Linked DNA regions of Hordeum vulgare: region 1 is linked to region 2. Evidence: chromatin contacts called from public HiChIP or PLAC-seq data. All regions are on one chromosome and are shown on one strand. Each heading gives the region's core, a stretch centred on a gene start, on an enhancer-like site or on the middle of the called end of the contact. The rest is flanking DNA. Distances are from core to core; before and after follow the strand shown. Region 1 holds the start of LOC123406297 (chaperone protein dnaJ A6-like). Region 2 holds the start of LOC123404399 (E3 ubiquitin-protein ligase BRE1-like 1).

The links. HiChIP or PLAC-seq counts read pairs in DNA pulled down with a chosen protein or histone mark.
Region 1: an H3K4me3 HiChIP or PLAC-seq map of embryo shows a contact between it and region 2, with 5 times the contacts expected there. The contact joins the promoter of LOC123406297 here to the promoter of LOC123404399 in region 2. A contact is called at or near these places in 3 of 6 Hi-C or Micro-C datasets (leaf and seedling) and 1 of 1 datasets of contacts at active chromatin or transcription factors (embryo).

What each region holds. Positions count from the first base shown.
Region 1 is chr6H:412,484,333-412,487,032 of MorexV3_pseudomolecules_assembly, reverse strand. It overlaps LOC123406297 (chaperone protein dnaJ A6-like), which reads left to right and starts at 1,383. Exons shown (of 8, transcript XM_045099786.1): 1 at 1,383-1,504; 2 at 2,120-2,290; 3 at 2,373-2,550; 4 at 2,689-2,700. The coding sequence starts at 2,138.
Region 2 is chr6H:412,010,863-412,013,562 of MorexV3_pseudomolecules_assembly, reverse strand. It overlaps LOC123404399 (E3 ubiquitin-protein ligase BRE1-like 1), which reads right to left and starts at 1,378. Exons shown (of 19, transcript XM_045098320.1): 1 at 832-1,378. The coding sequence starts at 951.

The DNA.
Region 1 (2,700 bases), core at 134-2,633, 470 kb before region 2:
GTAAACCAACAGTCAAAACAAGGCACCTTCCAGAAAGCCCCATAAGTCCAATAGCTGGAGAACCAACAGTCAATATGAGAGATGCTGTAAGCTTAATTCGACTGTGCAAACAAAGAAGCTAAATTGAGGATCAATTATCCAAACGTAGTTCCTAAATTCTCTGGTCCCCATCCCATGGTTAACGATCCAATCCACGTCAAATCGACCCCCACGGCCCCACCGTAGTCCCCGCCTGCAGCGGCAGACAACATGCCCATGGCAGAGTCGATCCCATACCCCTTCCGCTCAGGTCTCTCTCCATTCCTGCGGTTGCCTATACACCAAAGGGTGTTGGCATGTTGCAGCCTCGGACACTTCGTGGATGCTAAACCGCAAGACAGCCTGCTCCGCCTCCAATCGCGCACCACGCTCCCACCCTCTTCCTGCATCCTAGCGGTCGAGCTTCCACCGACGACAGGCTACAGCTACCTGCTCCTCCCACGATCCCCAGCGCCTCCCGCCGTCCGATGCCAGCAACCAATCTCCCGCTGTCCGTTGCGCCGCCACCCACCAGTCGGTGTCCCGCCGTCCGTTGCGCCACCAGCCGGTCTACCGCCACCCGTTGCCACTCGCTGGTCCATGCCATATGGGAGAGGAGAACGCGTGGATGCGCCAGTACAGGCTACAGGGAGAAGATGGGTTGGAGAGAGGGTAGGGAGATAGGGTTACCTGGGCCTCCTTCATCGCTGCCGGAGGACACGGCGCTCCTACTCGTCTCCCTTCGCGCGTCGAGATCCTCCTGGACTCGGTGAAGAACGATGAGATGGAAGGGCTTGGATCCATCGATCCAGTCTAATTCGGCTTCACTATGTAACCACGGGGAGAGAGACGTGATCTGGAGGCTGGAGCGACCGGGTCGGGGAGATGGGTGCGCAACGTGCGTTCATGGGTGGTGGGATTTCCCCCATTTCTATTGGTTTTTTATGGGCGTGGATAGAAGGATCGGACAAAGGTTTTTTTATTTAATCGCCTGGTTTACGAAGGGATGATAAAAATCGATGAAAGTGGTAGCAGGAGGAAGTGGGGAGGTGGGATCAAGAGGTCGAACCATCGCTCTGGTCGAACCATCACGACGGCACATCTCCTTTAATAGTAGAGATTTTTTTATTTAATCGCCTGGTTTACGAAGGGATGATAAAAATCGATGGAAGTGGTAGCAGGAGGAAGTGGGGAGGTGAGATCAAGAGGTCGAACCATCGCTCTGGTCGAACCATCGCGACGGCACATCCCGTTTAATAGTAGAGCCCATACCACACCCGATTCCGGTGGTCTCCGTTCCACACGGTCGGTCTATTCACACCACCAAGAATTGTGCAGGAAGCATAGGCGGACCGTATTAAAGCCAAACAACCGCAGTCGCGACTGCCCTCTTTCTCCCTGCGCCTCTGGCTCGAGCCGTCTACGATTTCCTCTCCTCGGCTTCTCCCGTCGCCGAGTCGTCCAAACCCTAGGCGCCGCCGGCCAGGTAAGGATCCGCCATGAAACCACAAATCTCTCGTGGTTTCCTCCGTCTCAGTGCCCGGGCAGATCGCGGACGTGTTATCTTCTAGAGAAAAGAAACCGATTCTTGCTCGATCTGTGCGTTGTTTGGCTTTCCGATCTTGCTTTGTCCGGTGGATCCAAGGAGCGGCGAACGATTTGTGTGCTGGGATTGTAGATGTAGTAGATTCGTGGCTGAGCGGATAAGATAGGTGTAGTAGTGGTTTCACTTGATTTGCCATGACTTAGTATCCAGATGCCTGCGAGTACCGTCTTATTATGTACCACTCTTTAATTTAACAGGATGCCTTGGGACTTGCCAGCACGCCACTTTCCTTTATGAGAACTAGTTTAGGCAAGAGAGTCCATCCGTATGCATGTCCCGATTTCGTAGAAAGAGGATTGAGCGCTTAGTAGTTTGTGGAATGTAACCTATTCCTGTTGCCATTAAACTTCTTAAATGTGCTGCCTTTTACTGCTGTACATGTGCCAGCCGATGTTTAGAGTTGCAAATCTTGTCTATAGATTTCTTTTTTGGCAAAAATATTGGAATTTGGCGCTTTTCTCTCTTGGCGATCTCATTTAAGTTAGCTTCTCCCAGGAAGCCCATTTACCAGCCATGTTTGGACGCATGCCAAGGAAGACTAGCAACAACACCAAGTATTACGAGGTGCTTGGTGTATCCAAGACAGCAACCCCGGATGAATTGAAGAAAGCCTACCGGAAAGCTGCTATAAAAAACCATCCTGACAAGGGTGGAGACCCTGAGAAGGTGTGGTGGCAGGCACTTCTGTATCTGCCTACTTTTGCTGTTGTTAGATTGGTTTTTGTTGACACTTTTTTTATCTGTGCAGTTTAAAGAATTGGCACAAGCTTACGATGTTCTTAATGACCCTGAAAAGAGGGAAATTTATGACCAATATGGAGAAGATGCACTGAAAGAAGGGATGGGAGGCGGCGGCAGCAGTGATATGCATAGCCCCTTTGACATATTTGAACAACTATTTGGGGGTGGGGGCGGCGGCTTTGGCGGTAATAGTTTTATGATACGAAATTCTTTTTGCTCTGTTCCATTAACCTGCCTTGTGGAAGTTAAATAGATCTGCACTCCCTTTTTGAGAACTAAATACATATGTGCTTACATAGTTACATGTGATTTATGGTTATAAGGGGGCAGCTCGA
Region 2 (2,700 bases), core at 129-2,628:
CAAAGACCTTTGCGGAAAGTGCGTCACCAAAGGTCAACATTGAGCAAAGTGACTGATTTTGCCTTTTCGGGCAAGAGTTCATTGTGATGGGCATGCACGCTTAACATAAGTGTGAGCTCTTCATGATAATAGTGTACAATGCACGCACACGAGGGCTATGACCAAGGGAAGAGGATGTTGGTACGTTGATGAAGAGAAAAAACGAATGTGAAGTCAATGTCCCTCAAGTCATGCGAGATTTGGTCAAAAACACCGGGGTACCCTTTTTGATAAATCATGATGATATATATGTTCACATGGAAGTTGAGTATGAGTCAACTCGATTTTTTGCAAGAACGGAATGATATGGGTCGCAACACACTTATATTCCATGATATTTTAGTAAATATTTCTCTGTCTAAGTTTGTTGTACCATGGCAACGCACGGGCATTCGACTAGTGTTGTGAACAATTTCAGCAAGACCTTTTAGGTCTGGCTAAGGTAAGAAAAGATGTTGTGCACCAAACCTTGCGGTGAGGTAAAATTGCGGCTGAACAAGTAAGGGCATGCCAACCGTTATAGTAGGACGTGCATGCAACACGCAACTGGGTTGCCAAAGCCGACTTCAACGGACATGTAGCCCTACGTAAAATGACTATTTTTGCGAGGTAAAATGACTGCTAATGAGATTTCAGAATCTCCTACCGATTCATGAACTACCCTAGCAAGCTCGTGGACCTGGGATACCTGATACACGATCGAAATACAATTCAAGTAATAACAAGTCTACACACAGTAGCCTACCTTAACAACAGGGAACTACTTAAAGAGGCTTGGAATGAGTCGTATACCTTCTTGTCGTCGGAGGAAGGCGGAAGCGCTGGGCGCTTGGCGGGAGGTGCCGCGTCAACACCCTGCGCGAAAGAGCCAGAGAGCCGCCGCTTCCGATCGGGCTCGCCGGTGCTCCCCATAGGTCTAACCCTAACCGGTCGTCCGGCCTCCAATCCGCCGCATGCGGAGGAGCCTCCCAAACTCACAAACACCCGGACCAATCCTCACGAGCACGCGCGGCACCAGCCCAGCCCGCCGCCACAACGCAACCCTACCCAACCACGGGATCGATCGGAGGCAGCAAAATTTTGAGGGTTTGCTCGCGGAACGGGGCCGATGGGGGATCCGTGGCTGTACTGTGCGGCTGAATTCGGGATTTTTGGGGGGCGGATCGAATCGAGGAGATGGGGAGGGTGAGAATTAGCGGTGGTTTTGGTGTGAGGTGCGTATGCGTGTGCCGTGCGAAGGGTCTAGGCTCCAGAAAGTAGAGAGGGGGGGAGAGGAGAGGAGAGGAGAGGAGGAGGAAGAGACGGCGGAGGGGAGGGCGAGCTGGGGTGGGGAACGGACGCACGGTGGCAGAAAACCGAAGGTGGATATCGGGGAGGAGCGGTCCGGCACGTGTCCACGGAGAGTTGCCGTACGCTCGATCGACTCTGCGATGCGTGCGGACAACCATGCGATTTTGTGACATGCCACTCCTCGCCGACCTCGCTCATGGTTATCACAGACCTGTGGGTCAGGAAAACCTTGCTTAGAGCAATTCTAGCAGGTTCGGTGTATGACTCCGATCGCCGTAATAGCCGTTAATAGGCTGTTTTTGAGCTAACATGACATTTTAATGAAGTCGCTATATGGTTGTTGATCGTCATAATTTATGAAGCTCGCTTAATAAACAACCTCATAGTGTTCATATTTTGAGGTCGGGAGGTCCACCATGGAGCGCTACATACCCGATCACAACGTGGGAGGGGAGTTTCAGATTCTTCCCTTTTACGTGACGCGATAGGGATTTGAAACAACCCAGCCTCCCACACACCACCGACGATAGGCACCTAATCATTATTGTCATGCATGCTTTATCGGATCCCATGACTGGTCCAACAGATGGTTATCATGCGGCATCATCTTCTTGCTTGCATCTAAACAGGCGGGGAGGTGTCGATGAGCAGTCGGGAGGCTTGTGAGCGAGAACTAGTTTGGCGAAAAGTGTGTCGTTGATGGTCGTCCGCCGTCGGCGGACTCCCAGATTGCTCTTAATAGCAAGTTGGCGACCTATAGAAGGACGCCGCTAGCGCCCCTCTCTCCTATTGCCCGCCTCCCAAATCCCTTGAGATTGCCTCCATTCCACCTCTTCCCCTTCAAAACCTATTCTAGAAATTTTCATGTGGATGCCTTGGACCCCTTCTCGAAGCACCTGAAAAGTGGACCCTATCAAGGTCGCGAGGGGTGAGATGGAAACTGAGCGGTGGAGACTTAGCAGTATAAGCTCGCCCGCACCGATGCGGAAGTATGGTCGACATGGGATGACCGCGTCGAGGCCATCTTCTGAAGGATCGAGACTCACGATGTCACCGCCACGAAAGCATGGACGGTCTGGGACGAGTGGGTCGAGGCCATCTTCAGGGCATCGAGACCCGCATTGTCGCATCCCCAGTTGACCCCGCCCACACCACCCGCAACTATGAAGGTGGTGACCGTGATGGTCATGACCGTGGTTGCAACTAGGCCCCATTGGCGAATCCAATCTTCGTTGCAACTATTAGCTAATTGGTTTATAGTACACATATGTATTAGATGCTCTATCAATCTAAGTGTCAATGCGACTAAAGTTTTGGCCAAATTATTAGGGATGAAATCAAAGTGAATCAAATATGTTGTGAAATTTTGAA